2 separate regions of the Oryctolagus cuniculus genome follow, and region 2 is linked to region 1. A link is a contact called in public Hi-C data. All regions are on one chromosome and are shown on one strand. Each heading gives the region's core, a stretch centred on a gene start, on an enhancer-like site or on the middle of the called end of the contact. The rest is flanking DNA. Distances are from core to core; before and after follow the strand shown.

Evidence for each region. Hi-C and Micro-C count contacts between places; a contact is called where the count stands out from the background.
Region 2: a Hi-C map of an unstated tissue shows a contact between it and region 1, with 3 times the contacts expected there. The contact joins the enhancer-like site here to the promoter of RRAGA in region 1. A contact is called at or near these places in 2 of 6 Hi-C or Micro-C datasets (ear pinna and an unstated tissue).

Annotation. Positions count from the first base shown.
Region 1 is chr1:182,017,467-182,022,524 of mOryCun1.1, reverse strand. RRAGA (Ras related GTP binding A) reads right to left here and starts at 2,215. Exons shown (of 1, transcript XM_008254386.4): 1 at 561-2,215. The coding sequence starts at 1,935. The coding sequence ends at 994.
Region 2 is chr1:182,142,145-182,147,202 of mOryCun1.1, reverse strand. LOC127493585 (a long non-coding RNA gene) reads right to left here. Exons shown (of 3, transcript XR_011380279.1): 3 at 237-4,495. It also overlaps the pseudogene LOC127493584. Among named protein-coding and RNA genes, the nearest start is that of PLIN2, 35 kb to the right of the region's middle. Within about 2 kb of position 2,497, at least 1 of the 8 cell types and tissues checked has an H3K27ac peak or open chromatin away from gene starts, as enhancers often do. A contact at or near this core is called in ear pinna, where this site is marked.

The DNA.
Region 1 (5,058 bases), core at 966-3,465:
TCTAGTCAGATTGCCTGGATTTAGCTTTATCACCTAGTCATACCAGTGCTGCCATCTATTAAAATAGAGTTAAAAGTAACATACCTCATAGGCTGTGAAGATGAAGTAAGATAAATGCACATCAAGTGTTTATGAATACTTAGCGTTTACTGAGGGCTCAAATATTTAGACAGACTTCAGTCATCTGGGGGAGGAATGGTTCTGTAAGTGGTAATGATAGCAAACACTTACCTCCTAGCACATTCTAAACACTTTCCATGTTGTTTTAATAACCTTTAAACAACCCTACTGGTATTATTCCAAGTTTACAAATGAAGAAACAAGCATAGTGTTATTGAGTCTGACTAAGTGAAAGGATCTGAATGCTAATTCAATTCAGGTGCTCTGGCTCCAGAGTCCATACTCTTAACTAATCTGCTGCAGCTGCCATCAAGTATTGCCAAAGTGATGGGGGGCTATGCTCATCAAATCAAATTTTCCAGCTAAACAATAACTGGGGGCAGTCAGAATCTTTAGATTTACATATTAAGCTCTTTGAAATTATTTCAACTAACACCATATTTTAAATTGCTAACAATAAATGTTTATTCATAACTGAAGCCAAGAAGAATTTATAAATGCATTTTAATACCTTGCTGATAAAATAGTAACATTCCATCTTTGCAATCTGATAAGGAATACAGGAAGATATTGGTAAAGGCTTTGATGTGCATTACCTATTATATTATATCCAAGTAATCAGAATACATACACACAAACCACCTACTTTAGTGTTACACCATACCAACTTCTCAGAGGGGCCATCTTAAAGCTCTACTGGATAGCTGAGTAAATAGCTTCCAATGTTTCAGGACTGGGGAATAGGGAAGAAAGATGGAAACAGTAAGCAGCACACATTTCAAAGCCCACTTTTAAGCACACATTATATTAAAAATAAAGGATGCAAAAAAAAAAAAAGGCAATTCAGCACTTTCATACAGCATTTGGCAATATTCAACGCATGAGGAGGCTGTGCTTGGGGCCATCCACTCTTTCCAGCTTCTCAAAGTGTTTCCTGGCATTGCGAATGTTGATGAGAGTAGCTGCAGAAGGTATGGACGGATCTGACATAACCACCATCACATACGTGTTTGATGTGAAGATGTCGATGAAAGCAGCGAAGTTGGAATTCCTAACTTCCATGCTCTGGAAAGAAGCGGCCAATTTACTGCAGCTCAGCTTGAACTGCTTAATGATGTTGCTGATCTTCTCAAACCGGTGGACGTCACGCTGCTCTTTGCACTGGTAGTGTGAAATAACCAAGAACGTAGCCCTCTCGAACAGCAGAACTTCATCGGCCTCAATAATTTGGGCAAAATTCCTTAGGTTCATCTCCAGCTGCTGAACATTGGGGATGAGCTGATAGACAATACTGGACCAGGCTTTGTAGAGGGTTTCATCCCAGATGGATGTTCGGAAACAGGCGCACTCCAGGGGGCGAGACAGACGCCTCAGGTCTTCCTCTCGCTCTTTAAAAATCAGGTCACGCTGATCCTCCTGAACCAGATCCATTTTGTGCACCAGGCAGAAGATTTTGGCATCGGGAGAGTTCTGGAGGATGGCCTCCAGACAGGACTGGTAGTAATGCATGTCCTTTTCCAGTTCGCGGCTCTCCACGTCAAACACGTAAATCAAAACCTCGACGTTCCGGAAGATGTTGTCTCGCTGGCTGGTGAAGTAATTCTCCATGAAGGTGTCCTGACCGCCACAGTCCCACAGGTTCAGCACCAGGTTCCCCAGGAATCGGACGTGGGAGTGCTCCACATCAATGGTGGCACCCAGGCGCCGGGTGTCGCGAGCGATGTAATTTGCAAAGATAATCGACCTCATGCTGGTCTTCCCCGACCCGCTCTTCCCCATCAACAGCACCTTTTTCTTCATGGCTGTATTTGGCATCACCCGCCGGGACCGCCGCGGACTGGGCCTGAGGGCGCGGCCTCACTGCAGCGCGGGGCGAGGGCTGGAGGAGGTTCCGCGGGCTCGGCCTCGCTTGGCACTGGCGCAGCCGTGCAGCCGGGGAAGCCTAGGGCGCGAGTTCGGGCTGGAACGGCTTCGGCGGGGCTAGCGCTCCCTCAGAGGAGAGCGCCTGGGGCAGCCAGCTGCAACCGCTCGGGAGGCTCGCCTTCCGACAGAAGCCAGCCGCTGCCTCCGGGCCACCACCCACTTCCGGCAGCGATATCGCGAGAAACCCGCGCTCCCGCTCCCACCCACTTCCGGCCGTGGTGTCGCAACAGCGCGGTGCTGGGCGGTCGTTCCCTGTAGGGCATGGAGAAACTGCTTGGTTCCTGGAACCAGATAAAGTAGAAGATATACGCAAGGACTCTGGTGTTTTGTTGTATTACAGCTGGGTCTACGGTTGCCAGGGGTACTGGGTAGTTGGTCTGGGGAATGCTGCCCTCTCGTGGCAAAAAAGAAAAATCCACACTCCAACACCACCACCACCACAAATTTGCTTTGAGAGCAAGGATTTTGGACAGGGGCAACAGGCAGGTGAATTGGAGCAAAGGCCTAATGAATCCAGACTGTACAGATGAGGAAGGAGACTTTGAGATAGTAAGTGATTGCTCAGTGCTACACATGTAGATGGTGGTGACTGCTTTTTACACACCTAGGGAAGTTCCTTTCTCACATCTGTTTTTCTCATAACTTCAGACTTGAGAATTTCTTTAAAAAAGATTTATTTATTTATTTGAAAGTCAGAGTTACACAGAGAGAGAGGAGAGGCAGAGAGAGAGAGAGAGAGGTCTTCCATCTGCTGGTTCACTCCCCAATCGGCTACTGTGCTGATCTGAAGCCAGGAGCCAGGAGCTTCTTCCAGGTCTTCCACAAGGGTGCAGGTGCCCAAGGACTTGGGCCATCTTCTACTGCTATCCCAGGCCACAGCAGAGAGCTGGATCAGAAGTGGAGCAGCTGGGTCTTGAACCGAGGCCCATATGGGATGCCGGTGCTTCAGGTCAGAGCGTTAACTGCGCCACAGCGCTGGCCCCTGATTTGTAATATTGATCAGGTAATTTAAAGCAAAATCTATTAGGAATGATAAGTAGTTTTTGTACTAAGAGAATTCGAATGATTTTACTTATTAAAAAGTTCCAGGTTATGGAACACACACACACACACGCACTCACCCACTCCCCAAAGTCCAACTTTGTTTCTGTTAATTCTCTGCCTCACCCTGACTGACCCTCGGTCTCACCTACAGCTGCTGCTCTCCTTAGCACCAGTGGGGGCCACGTGTGAATCTGGAAGCCACTGAGGACCAATTTTCACTGTGAAGAGGAAAAATTAATGATCCACCTCAAAACAGACCTGAATCACATTCACCTCTTCACAAGTGCAAACAACTTCACTTTGAACGGTTCTGAAAAAGTTATAAATGCATACCAACTCTAACTAGTATAAAAGGTGAATATTGTATGATTAAGCCTGAACCATTACAATCTAGAAATTTATGGTGTTTGTTATTTCCATTGCTTACTCTTGAGTGATAAAAGCACGTTTTATGTGATCCCCCTGTCTCCCACATAAAGAAAATGACTCAAGATTTTTAGATTAACAAAGAATATATTAAAACATTTTACATTCTTTCCACAACTGCATAAGAAAGCAGGCATCCTCAATACTTATAAGGAACAGTGTGTTTTCTACACATCTAAAAATTAATTACAACCAGGAAAAACATCCACAAGAATGTCTTCACCAGCTACAGAACTGCCGTAAGGAAAGGCCAACTTGCTTTACCGCACATATCTGCCTGCAGGCTGAGATAAACATTCTCTAAAAAACTGCTGACTGAATAAAGCACCTAATGTGTCTTTTATTATTTTACTTCGCATTGACCCTGACTCTTAGGCAATCACAGATCTACTTTCTCTCCAAAATTTTTGCCTTCTCTAGAAATTTCATATAAAAGGAATTACAGAATTATATATGTATTGTATTTGACTTTTCTTTAGCATAAGTTTTTGAATTCATCCATATTGAAGCATGTGTTAGTTCTTTATTTTTATTGCTAAATAGTATTCCAGGTGTAGTGCAGTGGGGTAAGCCTGGCCACCTGTGGCGCCAGAATCACATATGAGCACTAGTTTGAGTCTCAGATGCTCCACTTCGAATCCAGCTTTTTGCTAATGCACCTGAGAAAGCAGCGGAAGATGGCCCAAGTGTTTGGGCCTCATGCCACCCAGCGGGGAGACCTGGATGGAGTATCTGGCTCCTGACTTCAGCATGGCCCGATTTGGATAGGGAACCAGTAGATGGAAGACCTCTCTCTCTCTCTCTCTCTCTCTCTCTCTCTCTCTCTCTCTCTCTTTTCCACTACCCCAACTCTGTCTTCCAAATAGATAAAATAAATCTTTAAAAAAAAAATAGGTTCATTGTATGAATATACATTGCTACATTTTTGCTCATTTACCATTGATGGAAATTAGGATTTTTTCCCAGTTCTTAGGTTATTATGAATAATATTGCTGTGAATATCTATATAAAAGGCTTTGTGTGGACATGTCTTTAGTTCTCTTGGTTAAATTCACAAAGGAATTGCTGTGTCATGTTAAGTGCCTGATTAAAGAACTTCTAAAGAACCTGCCAAAATGTTTTTTTTTTAGACTTGTTTAATTTGCTTTGAAATGCAGAGTTACAGAGAGAGAGAGAGAGAAAGAAAGAGGGAGAGAGAGAGAGAGAAGAGAGAAAGAGAAAGGTCTTCCATGGCTGCAATGGCCAGGGCTGGGCAGAGCTAGGAGCTTCTTCCCATTCTCCCATGTGGGTGCAGGAGCCCAAGTACTTGAGCCATCTTCTGTTGCTTTCTCAGGCACATTAGCAGGGAGCAGGATTGGAAGTGCAGCAGCTGGGACTCGAACTGGTGCCCATATGTGATGCTGGCACTGCAGGCTGCGGCTTAACCTGCTAAGGGACTGCGCTGGCCCCTGACAAAGTATTTTATTTTATTTTTTTTAAAGATTTATTTTATTTATTTGAAAGACAGAGTTACAGAGATAGCTAGCTAGAGCCAGAGAAAGAGAG
Region 2 (5,058 bases), core at 1,248-3,747, 120 kb before region 1:
TTAGCGTCCATATGGGATGCTGGCACTGCAGGCTTGGGCTTTAACCTACTGTACCACAGTGCCAGCCTCTCATATTTATTTTTAAAAAGTTTATGAGGTTATTGCCATACTATTGAAAAATCCAAGTGAAGATTTTTATATTTCAGATGCAGTTCTCTGATACAGTTCTAATTTTCAGCAAACCCACCCTGATTCCAAAGCTCTAATCAAATGAGTAAAATTGTATAATAAGATTATATTTTCTTTTTATAATTATTTTTTCATGTACTTGTAAGGCAGAGTTACAGAGAGTGGAGAGAGAGAGAGAGAAAGAGAGAGAGAGAGAGAAAGAAAGAAAGAGAGAAAGAGAATCTTCCATCCACTGGTTTACTCCCCAAATGGCCACAACAGCCAGAGCTGGGCTAGACTGAAGCCAGGAGACAGGAGCTTCTTCCAGGTCTCTCACATGGCCCAAGCACTTGGGCCTTCTTTTGCTGCTTTTCCCAAGCTATTAATAGGGAGCTGGATCAGAGGTTGAGCAGCTGGGACTCTAACAGGTGCCAGTATGAGATGCTGGTATTGCAGGTGGAGGCTTAACCTGCTATAGTACATCGCAGGTCCCAATATATTTTCTATTGTGTTAAGTAATTAACAATAATCTTATTTTTCCTACATTTCTGACTTTCCCAAGATAAACATGTTTAGGGCATTGACTTCCTTCAGATAAGAAATGTGATCCTAAGTGGTATGCAGTTTTCCATTATTTAATTTGAGTTCTTATTTAGAACGGATCTAGCTCAGACTCTTACTAGGTGTTGCAGTCTATATCTGAATGCACATGAAATGTGCAACATGCTTCTGTGCTTTTATGAAAATTTTGTTAGAGCCTAAATTTCATACTAATCATTCTTACATCTACATTTTTTTCCATATGAATGAAAAATACTATACACAGTATAGTGAAAAGGAAATCTTTTGTCTAGCCATAGCTTCTGAATGGTTTCCCTACCTAGAAATGACCACCAGTCCCAGTTCCTAATGTAGCCTTTTCAAAGATATTCAGTGTATTTCTCCCATATAAGAAAGCAAAACTTGAATACACGTTATTTCATTTGATCCTCATAAAAATCTTGTAAGTTAGGTAAAAGAGGTTTTCTCCTAAGACAGACACAAAAATAAAGGCACAGAGAAGTTCATCATTGTAACTCTATTCTACAACTAATATGTTGATGACGCCATCAGTTAAGTCTTTATTGAGTGTCTGTTGTCACATTGAGTCAGGGGCTAGGTCCAGTACTCAAGTTCAGAAGAGTTATACTTCAGTCTTGTTTCTATTGCCTGGGAGTGGTTCTTGAATGCCTCAGTTTAAAAAACTGAACAAAATTCTAGCAGGTTTTTAATCCAATTTGCTGTTTCATAGGGAAATCTTAATGCATAGAGTCTCATATACCCTGCAACATTCTGCAACAGCCAGGGACAATGAGAAGAGAAAAGTCAAGGCAATCTTCTAACATTTGGCGTTTGTATATTAGGTTTACATATTTTCACTTTAGTGATTTCTTAGGATACTTATACTAGTAAAGGAAATATTGCTGTTGGTTTAATGTTTTACCCTGCTAACGCACCCCACCCTTACATGATCTTAGTGACTAATAGGATTCTCTTACCATATGTAAATTCCACTTACCAGCTTTTTTATGTGTGTTTTCTGGTAATTTGCAATCGTAGACAAAAATCAGACTAAAGAATTTCGTAAAATAAATGAGAATCAGCAACTATGTGGTTGCAGTTTAATTTTTAAATTGGCCTGGCACAACGGCCTCACCTAAGAGTCATGTGCTGGTTATGCTCCCTGCTGGTAGAGGGCCCTCCCTTGTGGCCCACAGTGACTCAGACGGCAGCTGCAAGAACAGGAAGCTGGGGTTCATGTGACAAGACTCCAGCCTTTACCAGAGCAAACAGACCAGGTAAGATGTCTCCCCCGAGACCCTCCCAGTTTCATATTTCCCAGTTTTATGTTGCATCTCAGGGATTTTTTTTTTTCCTCCCTCAGACTGCTCTGTGTTTTCTCTTTGACCTAATGCCATGTGTGGCGAAATGCTGTCCAGAAGAGCCTGCTGAGAATTTTGTCTGGGCCTGCCTCCTTGAATAAGCCAACAATCTGCACACCAAGAATGGAAAAAATGTTTCCATGCTTCAGAGATTCCTGAACACTCTCTTTCCAAAATGAATCAGTTCCTTCTAGTGGGGAAAATGAAGACATCAGCATTCAGCATTCAGCAGTCCATTTCTAGATTTCACAAGAGACCACACATCTTCACAGATTCTTGGAGGTTTTCTTCACCAGATTTAGATCATTGTTTCCCAAAGTGTAATCTGAGGGCCAACTGCATTGGAATCATCTAGATGAAGGTATCATTATCTTTATGGAAAGACCGGGTAATCTATGTTTTTAACAAGTGCTAGAACTCATTTTTGTTCACAGAAAGCAAAGCAGCATTCACAGGCCACAGTGGGTAACAAGCAGAGTTGGAGTGTTATTTGTGCTTCCCTGTCCCCACCCCTGAATTCCCTCTCCCAGTCAAAATGTCATTTTGATAATGTTGTTTGGTCACTGTAGAAGGAAATAGGGGAAAGAGTAGGAAGGAGCCAAGGAACCAATGATGTTCTCTCTATTACATTGGTGTGGTAAACAGGATGAATTTTAGAAAGCAATGGAACAGAGTGCTTAAAAATCACTCACAAAGGTTTTGAGAAACAAATCCCCTTCTCCCCATTCTAATTAAATAGATATGGTGCTGGGCCTGGGAACCTACATTTGTAAAAAACGCTGTAGAAGTGTGACCCACTGAAAATTGTGGGTCTGCTTCCAGAAGTAGGTGTTCATACAAAATCATTTATTTGTAGCTATTAAGGAGAGTAGGCAAATTCATTTCCATGACTAGGGGAAAATCCTGCTTTTAGGGGAACATTTTAGGGACATGAATATGCAGGAAGGAAGTTCTTGTCATTGCGTGGAGGGGTGGTTACAAATTCACACAGGCATGGTTCAGAATTCTAGTCCAGAAGCCAGTATTGCGGTGTAGCGGATTTAGTTCATGTCCCGGCTGCTCTACTTCCAGTCTAGCTCCCTGTTAACGCTCCTGGGAAAGCAGTTTAAGATGGTCCAAGTACTTGAACCTCTGCATCCATGTGGGAGAACTGATGAAGCTCTTGGCTCCTGCTTTCGCCTAGCCCAGTCCTGGTTGTTGTGGCCATTTGGAGAGTGAACCAGCTGGGGGAAGATTCTCTCCTTCTCTCTCTGTCATACTGACTTTCAAAAAAAAAAAAAAAAAAAAAAAAAAAGCTCCAACATAGGTTGAATGTTATGGTAATAAGACTCAAGCTCCTGCTAGGGTAGTATTAAAATGAAGTAAAGAGTGACCTTTGGATACCTTGTGACCCATCTGTGCTGGCCTTGCTCTTGCAGTGGAGTCTGGACCAGTCCAGAGTGGCTGGTGATTGAATCTCTCTTTGGAATGTGACTGAAAACCTGAAAGACAACTTTGGAGAAAATCAGATGCTTTTAGGGTCTTGAAATAGAAATAAGTCACAAATAAAGACCTTTGAGCTGCTCAGGGCATTACACAGTAGAGTATCACTTATTTAATGTACTGTGTACTCAGGTCTAGAGCTGTAAGCTGTAAGTCCCCCTTCTTTCTTTTTTTAAAAACAGGGTTTATTTTTTTATTTTGAAAGTCAGTTACAGAGAGAGAGAGAGGGAGAAAGAGAGATCTTCCATCTGCTGGTCAACTCCTCAAATAACCACAATGGCTGGAGCTGGGCTGGTCTGAAGCAAGGAGCCAGGAGACTCTTATAGTCTCCCACATGGATGCAGGGGCCCGAGCACTTGGGCCATCCTCTGCAGCTTTTCCCAGAAACATTATCAGGTAGCTGGATTGGAAGTGGACCAGATGGGACTTGATCCAGCACCCATAAGAGATGTATTGCAGGCTCTACTGGCTATGGTACAATGCCAGCCCCTGTAAGTCCCTTTTTGGCAGCTATTTTTTAAGCAGCTTCAAACAAAGAAAAACCAAGTTCAATAACCCAACATTCTTGACAATAAGAAGACATATGAGGGTTTTCTAATGAGCCAGCATTTTGTTTTAGTACCTTCTGTGCTTCTCTTTAAACAGGATATATTTTTATTCGAGCAATTATATATATAAATATTAAAGATTTATTTGTATTTATTTGAAAGAATTAGAGAGAGAGGTCTTCCATCTGCTGCTTCACTCCTCAAATGGCTGCAATGGCCGGAGTTGAGCTGATCCAAAGTCAAGAGCTAGGAGCTCCTTTCCAGTCTCCCACGTGGGTGCAGGAGCCCAAGGACTTGGGCCATCTTCTATTGCTTTCCCAGGCCATAGTAGAGAGCTGGATTGGAAGTGGAACAGCTGGGACTAGAACTGGCACTCATTTGGGATGTCAGCACTTCAGGCCAGGGCTTTAATCTGCTGCACCACAGCGCTGGCCCCTCAAGAGTAATTATTAAAAAAAAAAGAGTAATTATATTGGTCAACATCTCCACAAACAAGCAAGCCATCTAACAGGAATAATACTTACACGATTCCATCATTAGTTAGATAATATTAATGAATTATATAATTAATAACATGAATGTTATTAATAGAATATGAGTCATATTAGTGAATCTATTATATTAATGATATTAATTATTTATTAGTGAATAAGAACTTCTTTGCATTTTCGCACTAAAAAACATGTGGAAAGGAAGTTTTTTTCACTTTTTTCTCTATGACTTATTTATTTAATTTGAAAGGGAAAGCAACAGAAAGAGGGAGAGACATAGAAAGATTTTCTTTTATTTATTTATTTTATTTTTTGACAGGCAGAGTGGACAGTGAGAGAGAGAGACAGAGAGAAAGGTCTTCCTTTGCTGTTGGTTCACTCCCCAATGGCCGCCGCGGCTGGTGCACTGTGGCCCGCGCACCGTGCTGATCCTATGGCAGGAGCCAGGTACTTATCCTGGTCTCCCATGCGGGTGCAGGGCCCAAGTACTTGGGCCTTCTTCCACTG